Linked DNA regions of Gossypium hirsutum: region 2 is linked to region 1. The links are chromatin contacts, called in public Hi-C maps. All regions are on one chromosome and are shown on one strand. Each heading gives the region's core, a stretch centred on a gene start, on an enhancer-like site or on the middle of the called end of the contact. The rest is flanking DNA. Distances are from core to core; before and after follow the strand shown.

Region 1 (7,944 bases), core at 3,456-5,955:
GTAAGGAATTATCATGGGTTCCCACTTACTTTCTCCACCACTCACACGTGCTCTTCTTCTTTCCTGCCTTCTTTCTAATTCCCTTTTCCTTTGTCTTGTATCTGGTTTGAACCCGTAACCAAAATGATCATACATATCTTTCAGCATCGAAACCGCAATTCTTCCCTGAAGACGTCTCCTAAGTCTCTTTTCTGGTAAAGCTCCATATCCCACCATCAACCGTAGACCCATCATCATAGTTTTAGACATTTTTTACTCCAGAATTCTACTTCCCTCAGTGATGAATGTTGCATTCACAAACTCCAAAGATCGAAAAGAACACTCAATAGCTTCATCATCTGTCTCTAAATATGGTGCATCACTACTTACAACTGCAATAATATCCTCTTCAGCATTTATTGTTACCAGCCGTCCTTCCGATACTAGCTTTAACTTCTGAAGTAACGGTGAAGGCACTGCCCCCGCTGAATGTATCCAATGTCTCCCTAACAAGCAATTGTAAGAGGGCTTAATATTCATCACTAAGAAATCCACCTCATATGTAGTTGAGCCAATCAAAAAAGGTATTTCTATTCTTCCCATGACTCTCCTTTCCATGCCATCAAATGCTCGCACAATATTCTGACATCCTTTCATATGTGAGTTATCCATAGGTAGCCTGTTTAGTGTGAACAAGTGCAATACATTCAATGCCGACCCATTATCAACCAGAACCCCTGGCAATGTGTATCCTTTACACCTGGTGGTTATATGCAAAGCTTTGGTAGATCCCATACCTCCTAGTGGTATCTCATCATCATTGAAAAAGATGAAGTTGTCTACACTTATGTTATTAACCAACCGATCCAACTTGTTGACAGAAATATCATTGGTTACGTACGTCTCATCCAACAATTTCATTAATGCACTTCTGTGTACCTCTGAACTTAGAGCAAAGCCAATATAGATATGCGGGCTGGTTGTTTATACAACTGTTCCACCACACTGTACTCACTATATTTCAAAAATTTCAAGAATTCCCTACCTTCCTCTTCATTTACTGGTTCATTAACAGACACCCCAGGTTCGACCACTTTTCCCCTTTTTTGTTCAACAGTCACATCTTTTCCTTTTACAGGCTCTGTTTGGGCATTTGTCAAATCATATCGTCTTCTACTGCGTGTGTGAGAACCTATGTTTTGATCCTCCTTTAACAGGCTGACCAAACTCTCCTTTCCTAGGACTGTCACATTACAAACATAATTCCAATGGACCCTTTTGTTATCCTTGTAAGAGAAAACCACTAGCATAATTGACTTTCGGGACACTCGACGTGGATTCTGACGCGCATATTATACTCTTCCTCCTTAGTCTCTTCATAAAATTCTATTTCCTTGTTGTCCATCAGGCCTTGGATAACAGCTCTGAAATCTTCACATTCTTGAATTTCATGCCCTCATTCATGATGAAACTCGCAGTAATTCTCTATCTCATTCCAACTTTCTTCTGTATTCAAAATAATTAAATCCCTTCTTACCATCTCCTTCCAGACCCATTTCAAAGAAGTTTTTACTTCCGTAATATCTGCCTTGATTCTTTTTCCCATACCTCCATCCATCATGTTTACCTCACTATCAGTATGATTAGGTAACGGATTTTCTGCAATAGGCGTATTATCAAACTTCACAATGCCCATCTGAATAAATCTCTCGACCAACTTCTTAAAAGTGTACAATTTTCTATTTTTGGTTCTGGTATAATTTTTTGGGCCCGGGAGAAATGGGCCTATTACGAATGTCTTTGGTAGAATATAGTTTGGTGTTCGATTATATATTGAAGAAGAATCAGTATTGATTAATTTAATAAGATCAATTTTATTCATCTTGTAGTGATCAAGAATGGTCTTTGGGTTTCACAGAGTATGTAATCAATGATTTTTGGCTTTAACAAATAAAGAAATAGAAAGAAAAAAAATTAAATTGTTCAAAAAAAATAAAAGTATAAGGACTAGTTTTAACAAATGGAAAATATTGAAAAACTACATTAAAAGAAATGGAGAAAGGAGGAAAATAGAAGGAGAAGTAGAAAAGAATGGAAAATAAAGGGAGAAAAAAAAGTTAAAAGAATATAAAAGAAAAGAATTAAATTGCTCAAAATGAAAACATATAGGGACTAATTTTATAATTTAACCTAAATTTTTTGTTTGAAATGATGATTTAATATGCCACATCAGCTTACTGTTACACTGTTAACTAAAATTAATAGCTTAGTGACTAAATGTTACAATACGATAACGTAAGTGGTTAAAACGTAACATTTTAAAAATAAGTAACTAAAATGTAACTTGAGGCAAACAAAAGTGACTATTTTGATTGTTTACCCTTTTTTAAAATAAAATAAATTTTTACACAAAAAGCTTTCTCTCGAATCCCAAATTGTAGTTTATTGATCAGGTGTTCATCTATTCCATAAATAGTTTGGTTTGAATTATAGTTGTAAGAAAAAAAAACTTTCTCTCACGCACATTGTGAGTATGTGACATACTCAATTGTTTATTAAAATCTCATAAAATTTTTTTGAAGTTTTGATTTAAGTGATAAAATTGAAAGTTTAAAATATTATGGATTCAAATTCGAATATTGTTATATGTCTTTTTTTATTAATATTATATAAAATTTTCTCATAATGAAATAACTTATTTTACTAAATTTTAATATAACAAGATATATTTTAATTCACCACAAGTTAAAAACTAGATTTTCTTGATATTGTAGTCTCGTTAGAAATACAATTGACAACGAGTTGGATTCAACAATTAAAATTTCTTTATGAATCCATGAAAAACTAAAAAAGAAATTGAGGCCCATTTTATAAGTTTGATCATTAGTTTTTTGTTACTTGGAAGTTTAATCCTAGTTTTAAACCCAAATAACAATAAAGAAAAGAAGGAAGATATAGGGGCAAAGCCAAGAATTTTATTTAGGTGGTCGAAATAAAATTATAAAATTTTAGGACAAAATAAATAGTGTAAAAATTATTTAAATTAAATTATTTATTTTTTAGAGGGGACAAAATTTGAAATTTTTTCATTATTGGAGGACTTTATATAACAATTTCACCATTCCGTAAGGGGGTCAAGGCCCTAATCACAATTGTTTTTCGATTAATTTTATTCGATTCAAGAGTAATATTGAAGTAAAATTCTTCACGATCACAAAATTTAAATTTATTTCGAATAGATTATAATTAAACTAAATAAATAGTGACTGAGCCTCATTAATGTAAACATATATTATTGTTAATATTTAGGATTTATTCGTGTTTGATTATTTTTTTAATAATATTATTTTTAGAATTTGAATTTACGTATCCTCTAATTAGAAATATAATATATCTTATTATTGCAATTAATAATTTTTATAATCTTATAACCTTTTGATTTCTTAATAAAATATTTGATCGAGCAAAAATATTATATATATATATAAGTTCTTAACTCAAATTCAAATACGAGAGTTGAAGAGAGGTCGGATTCTCTCTTCGGAGAAGTCTTCAAAGGGTTATTTGTATATCATTTTGATTTGTGCAAGATCGATGGAATCGAGAGGTTTTCAGATAACGCTGTTTGTGTTTAATATTCCGGTGACTATGCATGACTATGCATTGGAAAGGGTTATAGACTCTATTCAGTTACCACGGCAAGGTGGTAGATGCCTTCATCCCGGAAAAAAAAAGCAAAGGTGGTAAGAGATTCGGGTTCGTGAGATTTTCTAATTTCTCGGATGCTCAAAGGGCGATATCAAAGATTAAATGGCTTTGTGATTCTTGGGAGTAGAATTTGGGTGAATATAGCAAGGTATAAAGGTAGGAGGACAATATGGAGAAGGGTTATCAAGCAACGAAGTCCATTGTTTATCAAGGAAACAAATCAGAAAAGTGTGGAAGATGTGTTAAGAAGTAAGGAAGTCGAAGAGGATATGGAGGCAGTTCAAAAATCGAATACGAGGGAAAGAAGATCAGGTGATGGTTCGGGTGTAGGGGAAATGTACATAGAAAAAGTTGTTCAAGGTCACGTAGAAGATGAGCAATTGTGGAAATTACAGAAATGTCTGGCAGGGGAAGTGGCTTCTTTCTGTGAATTGAAGAGTTTAACTGATAGAGTTGTGAGGATGGGTCTTGGTGAAATATGCGTGAAGAGAATTCAAGGGAATTATTTTCTTATTGAGATTCCAGACGAAGAACTTTTAGATATATTGAAACGAAGAGAATGGTCGTATTTGAAGGAGTTCTTTGTAAACATTAAACCTTGGTCAGAAAAGATGGTATTCTCTGAGAGGGTTACATGGATTGAAGTATCTGGGCTTCCTATGCACTGCTGGAATTATGAAACGTTCAAAAGGATTGCAGGAAAGTGGGGTACTCTGGTGTCGATGGGTGAAAACTTGTCAACAGCTTTGAGAAGATTGAGATGCTGATTTCAATCTCACAAGTTCAAAAGTTAGATGAGATTGTATTATTAGAGGTGCGAGATGTCAGATTCTCGGTCAGTGTTAGGGAGAAAAGATGGTCAGAGGAATCTAAAAATAAATTTTCGCAGAAGGAAAGAAGTCAGGTGGTGGCCAATGAAAGTGTGTCGGAGTCGGAATCAGCGATTGGCCTGGAATCGGAGAAGTTGCAGAATGGTAACCTAATCGTCTCGACGGACATAATAAAGGAAAAAGTCATTGAAAATGAAAGTGTAGGAGAAGATTGTCAGAAGATGTTATGGGAATTAAATGAAGGTGATCATGATGCTCTTAACGTGGGAATTTTAACAGAAGATGATTTTGGCGCTTGTAGACTTAATAGTGGAATGGATAGGGCATGTGAGGATGTGGCTAATATGGGGTTGGCCTTGGTTTTGGGCCCAAGTGGGGGTCATGATGGTTCGGTGGATTTTGATGAAGGATTGGGCTCATTAGATATGGAAGGGCAACATTTGAGAGAGGGTAATACTCTGCTACCAGATCAGATTTACCCAAATAATCATGGAATCCCAGAAACGGAGGGTAGGGGCTTATGCCAGGAGATTGAAGAGGAATTCTTAAATACGGTCAGAGGTAGGAGGAAGAAGAAACAATTTAATAAAAGAATCAGTTCCATGCGAGTAATTCAGGACAGGGTGTTGTCTTCCAAAGAAAAACAAAGGAGGGATCGAAGTAGGAGAAAGGAAAAAAGCAGTGCTGCGTCAAGAAAAGAAGATAAAGTTGTGAACCTTTCATTGTCTAATTCGGATATCAGTAACAGGAGGAAGGTAATTCTAAGGGAAGCTAAGCAGACTTGGGAATTAGGGAAGAAATTGGGGCTTAGTGTGAGGGGAGACGAAAGAGATGTTATTGAAGACATTATGCGGCTTGAAGATCAGTAGTAAATGAGGCATAGGATCATAAAACACCATTGCAATATCAAGAAAAAAAAAAGAGAAAACATTGAATAAGAAGGGACAGTTTATGTATGAAATTCAAAGCAGCAGTTTAACGATTAAAGTGAGAAAAAGAGAGTTAAAGCAAGGCAGAAGGAAAAAGGAAAGGAAGTTAGTAAAGATGATGAGAGGATTGCAAATTTATCTCTAAAGTTAGTAAGGATGATGAGAGGATTGCAAATTTATCTCTATCAGTTTTAGATATTAGTATCAGAATGAGGGGATTTATTAGGGAAGCAAATAACACTTGGGCAATCGGAAAGAAATTGGGGTTCAGTGTTCGTGGTGATGAAGAAGATGTTATCGAGGAAATTATAGGAGCGGAGATTTAATAAAAAAGTTTCGAAGTCATGGAGAGAGAGGAGATTAGGTAATGGAGGTTAATACTAGGTGAAGATGAACCTCGTCCAGATTTTGGAGAGAAAATTGGAGTTTGTTGTTGAAGGTACTATTCAGGAGGTTTTGGTGTTTGATAATTTTGAATGTTTGTTTTCTTGTCTGTTAGTGATCAACTGGGTGGGGTAATGTCTTTATGGGTTAAGGAATGCTTTGAGGCAATTTGAATTAATTGTGAAGTCAAGTTGTTAGTAGTGGTAAGTAGGTGGATGGGGGATGTTATGTAAGAGTCATTGATTAATGTGTTTTGCATCGTATGCTTGCTCTGATCAAAGTGTATTTTAGGGCGAGTTGAAGGAGCGACGTAACAGTTTTTGCCTTCATGAATATTGGGTGGAGTTTTTTAAAGCTGTTATTATTGAAGGCGACAGGGAAGGGAGGTGTTTCAAGGATGTATGGGACCTTAGTGCTTTTTGGGAGAGTATGGACAGCAAATTTTATTGAAATGCTGATTGTTTGGAGAGTTATTGGAAATTGCATTGGATTTTAGACTTGTTATATGGGCAGCTTCTGTGCCATCGAGATGGGAGACAAGGAATGTCTTGTCATCGCTGTTTTGGAATGTTTCGTGGTGTGGCACTGGTCATATTGATGATGGTTTCACAAGGCTTCTTTGATTGCATAACTTGAAAAAGGAAGTATGCGATTGTCTTCAAGAAAATGAGGTTTTTGTGCTGTTGAGTGGGAGGATTGTTTTTTTTAAGAAAACAGATTGTTATGATGATGTTATGTTTGCATGTGATGTTTGGTGGAATTGGTCGATCTAGAGTTGATTTAATTCTATGTAATTCCATTCAGATGCAACTTTTGGTTGGTATTATCCATATGGTTGTTTGTATGTGGGGTTGCAAAGGAGAAATGAGTTTGGTAGTGGTTTTTCCGGTTTTGCTGCATCAAATGTTTCTGTTATGATTGAGAGTAGCGCGGTGAAGTTTTTTTTGGAGTTATTGTTTAAAGTTTGGTGTTCAAATAAAGATAAAAATGTCCGTGGTTGCTGCACCATTCTTCAAGAGAATTGAAATTAGGATGTCCAGAGATGGATCTGTCTCTGTTTAGAAAGCGGATATGCTCGGTTACATGATGGACTTTGTAATTACGGTTACAGGTTTGAAAAGGACTGGTTTGTTTAAGGCAAGGTGGTGATTTTTGGAAGGGAATTTGGTGTGTTGTTGATGTGTTTCCTCAGGGAGTTGGTAAGCTTTTATGTGGAGCTAGGAGGCTTTTATGCTGGTTTTGTTTTTTGTGTTGAGCTTTGTTTAACAGATGGGGATATTGGGGTTGTGGTGGGAGATAGTTTGCTGTTATCATGTTGTGTTTGGGTTTTGGATTTTGGGAAAGGGTCATTCCGTTGGGGGAATGTTTTCATTTTGTTAGTATGTCAGCATTCTTGCAAATGCTGATTTTTGTTATTTCTTGATCGAGCAAAAAAAATATATATATATATATGGAAATGGGAGCTTTATTTCCTAAATGAAATAAGCATGTTCATTGTCAACAAAAAATATTATTTCGTAAAGTGTAAAGACAAAGTAAGAAGTGGGAAGCAAGACGACAGCACAGCGATCGATGCATTTAGTATTGTCGATGACTATTATTTTCATACCCGACAAAATCTTACTTTGTAAGGGATGTATCTGCATGCCTGCATTCAACATATTGAATAATATTTGATTAATTGTTAACGTACGAGGTTTATGTACTATCAATAATTAAAGTAAAAAAAAGTTTTAAAAAATTTAAATTTAATCATAAATTTTTGGAATGATTACATTATATTAATTTATAATTTCATAATTTTTAAAAGAAATTTTGAGGCCAAGGTTATTGCATGTAGAGTAGTGGTTGATTATGAACAATAATGAAGTTAGAAAATTATTTTAAGGGGATCAGAGATGAATTATAAAGTATTGAGGACTAAAATACAATTTTATCATTATAGTAACATATAATTTGTGAGACTTGTAACTATTTTGATGGTGATTTCATTTTTATGTGAATGGGTATACAAGTTTAAATCTTAAAAAATATGAAAGGATTTTTAATTTAGCAAGTGGTGCATCATTTACTGTGATAAAATATTTAAAGTTGCGACAAAATAATAACTTGTC
Region 2 (7,944 bases), core at 4,003-6,502, 49 kb before region 1:
GGCTGTGTGAAATACTGAATTAGGCCCAATTTGTCCGTTTTTGGCCCGTTTCTTGCTCTTTTTGCTATCTTAAGCTCTCCTGAGTATAAAACATGAAATTAAAGGATTAGGAGCATCAAATTCATCAAATATTATGATTATTCATCCAAAAATATGCCAAGGATGGGATAAAAATATGTATATATTATGGTTTATCAGCCACCTAAACTAGAAAAGATCCATAATGTATTCCATGTTTCAATGCTTCGAAGATATCGATCGGATCTCTCACATGTGATTAGTCCGTCTGAGATTGAGATTAAGTCTGACATGACATATGAGGAAGAAGTGATTCCCATTCTGGCTCGTGGGATTAAAGAGTTACAAAATAAGAAAATCCCGTTGGTTATAGTACTGTGGCATAAACACGGAGTTGAGGAAGCAACATGGGAGTCAAAAGATACAATGAAAGAGCATTATCCGAATCTATTCACCGGTAAGATTTTTGGAGATGAAAATCCCTAAGGGGGGAGAGTTGTAACAGTCCAATTTAGACCCTAATCAAAACGGTGGTTTCGGGACCACGAATCCGAGTCAGAAAAATATTTTTTTTGTGTGTTTATTATGTGTGAATTTGTATGTGTGAAATTTTCGTGCTTTAATTTTATCGTTTGAATATCCGATTAAATAAAAGGACTTAATCGCGTAAAATGAAAACTTGGTGGTTAAATGTGAAAGTGCTTAATTATTGTTGTCTTTATTAGTGGAGGCATTTATAATGCAATTATACCATTGGCATATTGGTTGGACGATATTAGGCATATATTATATGGTTTTTATATTATTTCATTAAGGTTATTTATGTAAATTAAACCTTAAGTTAATATAAGTTATAATATATATCATAAAACATAAAATAAAGATAATAAATATGTTTATTTCTATGTTCTTGTCGAAACAAAAGAAAAGAAAAACAAGTTAGGGTTCGGCCATCTATTTAGCTCAATCAAGGTATGAAATTAGCTCGATTTTTTATAATTTCTACGTTTTTTAGATCGTTGCTTCGAGTACTAGTAAACCCATGCTTGAATTTTTTATTTTGGTGAATATTTTGAGTTATTCCATTGATGAGAGTTTGTGATTTTTGTTGTTTGATGATGAAATATGAAAGATATGTTTTAGATTAACATGTTTTGTATTGGAGTTTTTGATGATTTTGAGTAATTAGGACTAAATTGCAAAAATAATAATTTTTGGGACTAAAATGTGAAATAAATGAAATATTTGGACTTGTATGAACATGGGTAAGATCCGGCCTAACATGAGTGAAGTGAAATTTTGCATATTTTGTGTTTTGTGTAATAGGGACTAACTTGTAAAAAGTGTAAATGTCAGGGGTAAAATGGTAATTTGCCTATTTATGTATTTTTAGACTAAATTGAATGAAAATATGTTTGAATGAGCTTAATTTGAATATGTTTAGATTAAGAACAAAATAAATCAGATTTGGATCGGGGGAAAGCGAAAGTTGTCGGCTAGCTGTCCCGTTCCGTTTTACATTGTCCGAGGTAAGTTTATAAGCAAATAGACATACTTAATTTTAATTAAATGCTAAATATATATGCTGAAATGAAATATGTCAATTTATATTTGCTATGGCTGAATATGAATAAGCTTGGCTACTATATTTCTGAATTCGTTTCGATCGAGTTACGACGTCCGAAAGCCTCGTATGAACCTTAGGAATAGTTAGGATACATATGTCATGACATAAGATTCCAATATATGTGTTCGAGTATGACCATAGCATCGATATGTGGCTCCGATATATGTGTGCGAGTAAGACCCTGTCTAGGACAGTGGCATCGATATGTGGCTACATTTAAGACCACGTCTGGGACGTTGGCATTGTACGATATGTGTGAATTATCCGAGTGTCTTATCCAATTCTGAATGGCTCATCGGGCAAAGGTAAATCATGTACGGATGTGTAAAACGAGCTAAATGTCCAGGTATGAATTAGCTTGTTGGCTACTAGTAATAAGGCAAGTTTATAACTTGATATTGGTTACAAGTCATGTGTAATGCTAATGATGAATATATGTGAGATTGGTATGTGTATTCGGCCTTGTGACTAAATAATTTGAGTATCACTGAAATGATTCTTAACTATGTGCATATGTGTGACCATGTATATTCGGCGTATAGGTAATATATGTATGTAATGTTATATTATGATTTATGAACTTACGTATATAAGTATATATGTGTATGGTTTCATTATAACTATTTGTTTTTGGAGGTTCATCGTTAATATGTTAAAATAACTATGTGAGTATTTGGCTAAGTGGGAAAATTGTCTATGAAAATGTCTTAATTATCTCGTTTGTAAGGTTGAGGTTTAGTATGATATTGTTAATGTAATACGGTTAGTTAAAATGAATTAAATATATCATTGGATTGTTTATTTGTTTAGGACTTACTAAGCTATGATAGCTTACTCTGTGTATTCATGCTTATTCTGTTTTATAGATTTTGAAGTCAAGCTACGAGCTCGGGGACTGTCAGCAAAATTCATCACACTATCTACTATTTTGGTATCTTTAAAAGTTAAAGTCGAATTATGGCATGTATACGCTGGAATGTGTTTTTGAATGTTGGATTTTGGTTTTGTATAATTTGAGCCATGCAAAAATGGCTTTAATCTTTTATGTTTGAGTTCGGTTATGTTTAATATGGTTTGTGTTTATCTTGGTTATGAAGTTATGTGCTATGAATGAATGATGTTCGTGTTTGGTGTTTTATGTTTTGGAAATGTTTAATCATTTTGGATGAGTACATGGTTGATTCGGTTATGGTAAGCATAGAGTAAAGTATATGTGAATGTGTGGTTGTATTTGGACAATATGTTAACTATGGCTTGTAGTAACAAGTTGTTTGGCTAAATTCGAACATGATATAAGTTTGTTTTGCTATGGTTATTACATGACATGTAAAGTTCATGTTTTGATTATATGTCTATTTGTGAATAATGCCTTATTCATGTGAATATAATTTGTAATATGAGTTGGTTTGAAGATTATTACAATAATGTATTTGAAATTTCGGTTATAAAATGAAGTTATATGAGATAGTTATAATCAACTTGTAATTCGGCATTTGCTTGTATAAATGTTTATTGAATATGATGAACTAAATTGTATTATATATATATATATATATATATGTATATCTCATCTTATGGTAAATATATACAAAGATGGTGTTGGATTTATGAACTTGATTTGAGTGAGTTAAAAATGGATGTTCGATGTGTTTTGGCTGAGGTTTATTTTGACTTATGTTTAAATGACTTATGTAGGATATATTAAATGACCGAATAGAAATTAAGTGGTTTGGCCGTGTAAGTGCATTTTAAGCTTGATATATTTCATTTTTAATGTTCGAAAATGATTCAAATTGATTATATTTATATTTGTATTGAAATAGGAAATAAAATGTTTATCTTTTTATTAAGTATTTGAATATCATTAAATAGTTGAATATGTGATTTGTATATGTTTCAAGATTAATATAATCTCGATTAACACGTGAATAGTCTTATGTTATATATATATATGAACATGACTGATACAAATGTATAGATGATTGAAATTGTGTTCTTATGTTTGGTAATGCCTTGTGACCTTAATCCGGTGACGGATACGGGTTAAGGGTGTTACATTAACAAGTTAAATAAATAAATCAACATTAAATATATTTATTTGTTAAATATTAATTAAAATTTTATGGTATATTTAAAATTTGTGTTTTCTTTAGGAATATACCAAATAATTATTCAAAATTAAATATAATTATATTTATAAAGATACATTTTCAAATTAAAATTTTGCAATATACCAAATAATTATTCAAAACTAAAATTTTCTTGATGGGTGGTAATTATTTCCCCTTTTGAAGATATTGTTTTCCTAGAAATGTTAATTTTGGTGTTCTAGCATATTGCAAGCATTGTTCTTCTTTTACTTGGAGGTTGTTAGACATAGTGTTATAAGGTTATCAAATACTTTAATGAGTTAATAATTTTACTAGGTCTTTTGATGATTGTTGATAAGTAAATTTGATCATGGGTTAGGTTGAATTGGATTTATGCAAATTTTTAAGTTTATTTTTTTAAGTTTAAGTCTAATTTAATTAAAAAATAGACTTAAAATTTTATCTAAATTTAATTCAGATTAAAAATTTTAAACCTGAACCTAATAGGACATGTACCAAACACTTCTAATCAATCAACGTATATTTTTTATTGAATTAGTGGTTAATATACGTAAGTTTTTGTTAATTTAATCTATAAAACAAAATTTTGTTGAGTTAATTTGGGCTTAGCCCGAATTATATCTGATTCCAGTACACCCATATTTAGGCGAGTCGGGTAAAGAGCCTGATCCAAATTTTGGACCCACCAACAGATACTAAAGCTTTACAGGTGGCAACACAGACTTCGACTTGCGTGGATGCCTCACCCATCGTTAATTTGGAACAGATCAAAGGAAAACGCGTTTTACCTTGTTTTCACCTCTCTCGCTTCTCTTATTATGCCCGCGAAAACATAACCTAGAAAATCTAGGTTTCTACTGTCGGCGGCGCGGCCGGCCGCCGCTCACCGCCACCAGTCTCCTCCTTCCGGCGGGGGTTTCTCTGTTCCTCTTGTTGGAACTTTCAATATCGTTGCATCTTTCTTCCTCTCTCTTTACTTTTTTTTTTTGGTTTACCAGTTTCCTTGGGTCCTTGTTTTGATGGCGGCGGTGGAGGAGGCACTTTTGGCTTTGTAACGATTCCGGGAAAATCCCACATTTTCCGTCGCAGCTGCCTCTTTTGTTCCCCTTGTTCTTGATCTTTTACCAGTGCTTGGGGTTCCCGAAGCAGTTCCGGAGAGGATCCGAATACAGAGCTTTGCCATGTCCTGCCACCGTTTGTGGTCACTGCCATGTCTTCCTTCCCTTTTGCACAAATCTCACCCTCTATGATCTTGTCGCCTATTTCGTCCTGGGATTTGACGCGCTGCTTTAAGTTCGGTGAGGCCGCCGAAGGAAATCCGACGGCGGGTTCCTCTTACGTTTCTTTTGTTGTCGGGTTCGGGATCCTTGGTGTTGCTTAGGAGGTCCGGTTTGGTTGCCGGCGGGTTCTTCGACAAAGCGCTTAACAGTACGAAAAAGGAAAAGGCATCGAGGGGGCCCATACGAATATTTCGCAGATTTTATTTATATTCGGTGAATGATAATCTGAAACTACCTTAAATCAGTCAATGTGCTTATTATGATACGTACCATAACTTTTCACTGATACGTCGATTAAACAAAATGAAATTTGCATGTACAATGCATACATTGAAGCCAAAGAGATCACATCTCTCTCTGGACTAAGTTTGGGGAAGTCCTTAACTAAAATTTTCAATAAATTTAATGGATTTATTAATTATAATAAAAAATTTCAAAAAATAAAAATAAAAATTTCAGTAAATTTAAAAATGAAAATTTCTAGAAATTGGGGGTGAAGGTCCCCTTCGGCTTCATTCATATTCAGATTTTCTTTAAGCAACCAGAATGGAAATTTCATTGAATCGAAAATCTAACAATTACATAGTAAAAAACAAACCCGTGCACCCATATTACAGATCAACTCCATAAACCCTAAAACAAAGCCCAGAACATGTAATTACACCTACAAACACCCATGTGTACCTATAGAGAGACAATATACCATAAGGGAGTTGATTTAATTTGGAGGACATGATTTGCCATAAACAGGGGTAGACCCTTTCATATTACAGCCGATCACCGGTGCAGACGAATGGTCAGCAGGAACCGCACGAGGTGCAGCAACAACAGCAGCTAGTTGACAGGCGAAAATCAACACCGACGTGATAACAAGTGCTTTGAAAGTCATCCTATAAAGGTAGGCCACCATTGATGTCTGATAATGATCCGGAGAGTGAATAATGAGTGAAGAAGGAATTTAATTTAAAGGAAGACGAAGTTATGGAGGAGATACGGACATACGGTGCTTATATATTGGCAACGTAGGAGCTTCTCCACCAACCAGTTTTCAGCTTCCTTACGGCACAAGAAATCGATTATTATATTATATTTTGACTTGTTTATGCCGACCGCCCGTAAGTTGCAATAAGAAAGTCATTGTAATATTTATTATTATTATTTTCATTTTTAATGTGATTTTCATTTTTAATGTGTATAGATAATCACAAAATGAGTTTATTCTTACAATTTCAAGCTCTAAACCACAAATTATATACACTGAACAGAAAAGGAATCAATGGTTGAAAATGATGGGTTCATGCAATCCGAACGTACGAAACCTGGCATTACCTTTTTCCTAATATATTAAAATATGTAATCAAGACCACTATAGAACACAACATCATGGGGTCACAAAGGGGTGGGTCAAGTCATGGTGAAAGTGCTTGATAACTACCCGATAGTGTTCCCTTTAAAAACTCCTCTACTCTTTTAACTTTTCTCATAGATATTTTCGAAATCGTTATTTTTAAACACTTCACACACAATGTTTGAAGGGAATGGTTTATCACCACGCACAATGTTTGAAGGGAATTGTTTATCACTTACTTTTTCGGAGGTTCAAATTGAATGAATTCTATAGATAAACAATATTTAATCACCGTGTTAATATGATTTATTTTATTGGGTTATGATGAGCCAATATATTTTAAATGTATTTGGGGTGAGTCATTAGTAGGCCCAAAGATTTTAGGCTAATCAACAATTGAGTTGGGTAAAAAATAGGCCCAACCAAAAAGTTCAATAAAAGATAATTTATTGCATTAGAATAGTAACACGAGAAAGGTTAGAGAGGCATTCATGGGTCAGGTCAAATAAGACATAATATAATATATTACAAACATAGAAAAACAGATTGAACTAACCTTAGGTCTTGAATGTTTGAGTCCTAATTTGATTCTTATTTTAAATGGATTTAATTTATTTTTACTTAATCTCATTTTTTTAGCCTAATATTTTTATTCAAACTTTCCAAAATTTCAAGTAAATCTTTAAGCTTGGGCAAGTAGCGTAATCGATGAATAGGTCTAATAAAAATATTTGTTAAATACATATAGATGTACATGCCAAAAGGCTATACATGAATGTCATGTCTTGATCCTTGTATCCTATTCCAATGGCAAAGTCAATAAATTGGTTTGGGGGTTGAAAAGCTTGGAGAGCTAAAGGTAAAAGTTTATTTAAAAATATATTAAAATAAATGCTTAATAATAATAATAATAATAATAATAATAATAATAATAATAATAATATACCACTTAGTTAAGGAGGCCAAGGCCACTTCCTACTGCTCTCTAGCAACGTCCTTCTCCTTTTTTAGCATTTCACTTCCTACATTAATCACATATTTGCCCGATTTTATTGCAATTGTACAATGCCTGTTGTAATATTTATAGTTCTGATGAAACACGAAGTATTCCAATGGGTTGAACCTATAAGAAGAGGCGGTTGAGCAATAACTAGCCTACGCAATAGAGTAGCAACTATTAATACAGTTTTATAGTAAAACAGTTCATAACAAGATAAGTTTGCAAGAAAATTAAAGGGACTAAATTGAAAAGAGTGTAAAACTAAAAGGACTATCTAATAATTAACTAATGGGAGTTGGTTGACTTCGATGTGGTTCACTGAACGTCAGACTAAGGACATAAATCGCATAAATTACCAAGTGGCTCTATTTTATCTTTCGATCTCAATTTTACCAACTTAGATAAATTATGTCCGATTTATCTTTCGATCTCACCAGTTAATCCAGGACTAATGAATGGATGCACGATAAGATTACCTTCTGATCTCACTTTATCTTGATATTCCCTTAAGGGTGTTGATGAGTCATCATCATATGATTATTTTGGATTATATACATTTG

The links. Hi-C and Micro-C count contacts between places; a contact is called where the count stands out from the background.
Region 2: a Hi-C map of anther shows a contact between it and region 1, with 1.8 times the contacts expected there. The contact joins two enhancer-like sites. A contact is called at or near these places in 4 of 34 Hi-C or Micro-C datasets (anther, leaf, petal and 1 more).

The regions. Positions count from the first base shown.
Region 1 is chrA08:119,415,247-119,423,190 of Gossypium_hirsutum_v2.1, reverse strand. No RefSeq gene overlaps it. Among protein-coding and RNA genes, the nearest start is that of LOC121204673, 26 kb to the right of the region's middle. Within about 2 kb of position 4,705, at least 7 of the 9 cell types and tissues checked have an H3K27ac peak or open chromatin away from gene starts, as enhancers often do.
Region 2 is chrA08:119,464,384-119,472,327 of Gossypium_hirsutum_v2.1, reverse strand. No RefSeq gene overlaps it. Among protein-coding and RNA genes, the nearest start is that of LOC121205563, 5.9 kb to the left of the region's middle. Within about 2 kb of position 5,252, at least 6 of the 9 cell types and tissues checked have an H3K27ac peak or open chromatin away from gene starts, as enhancers often do.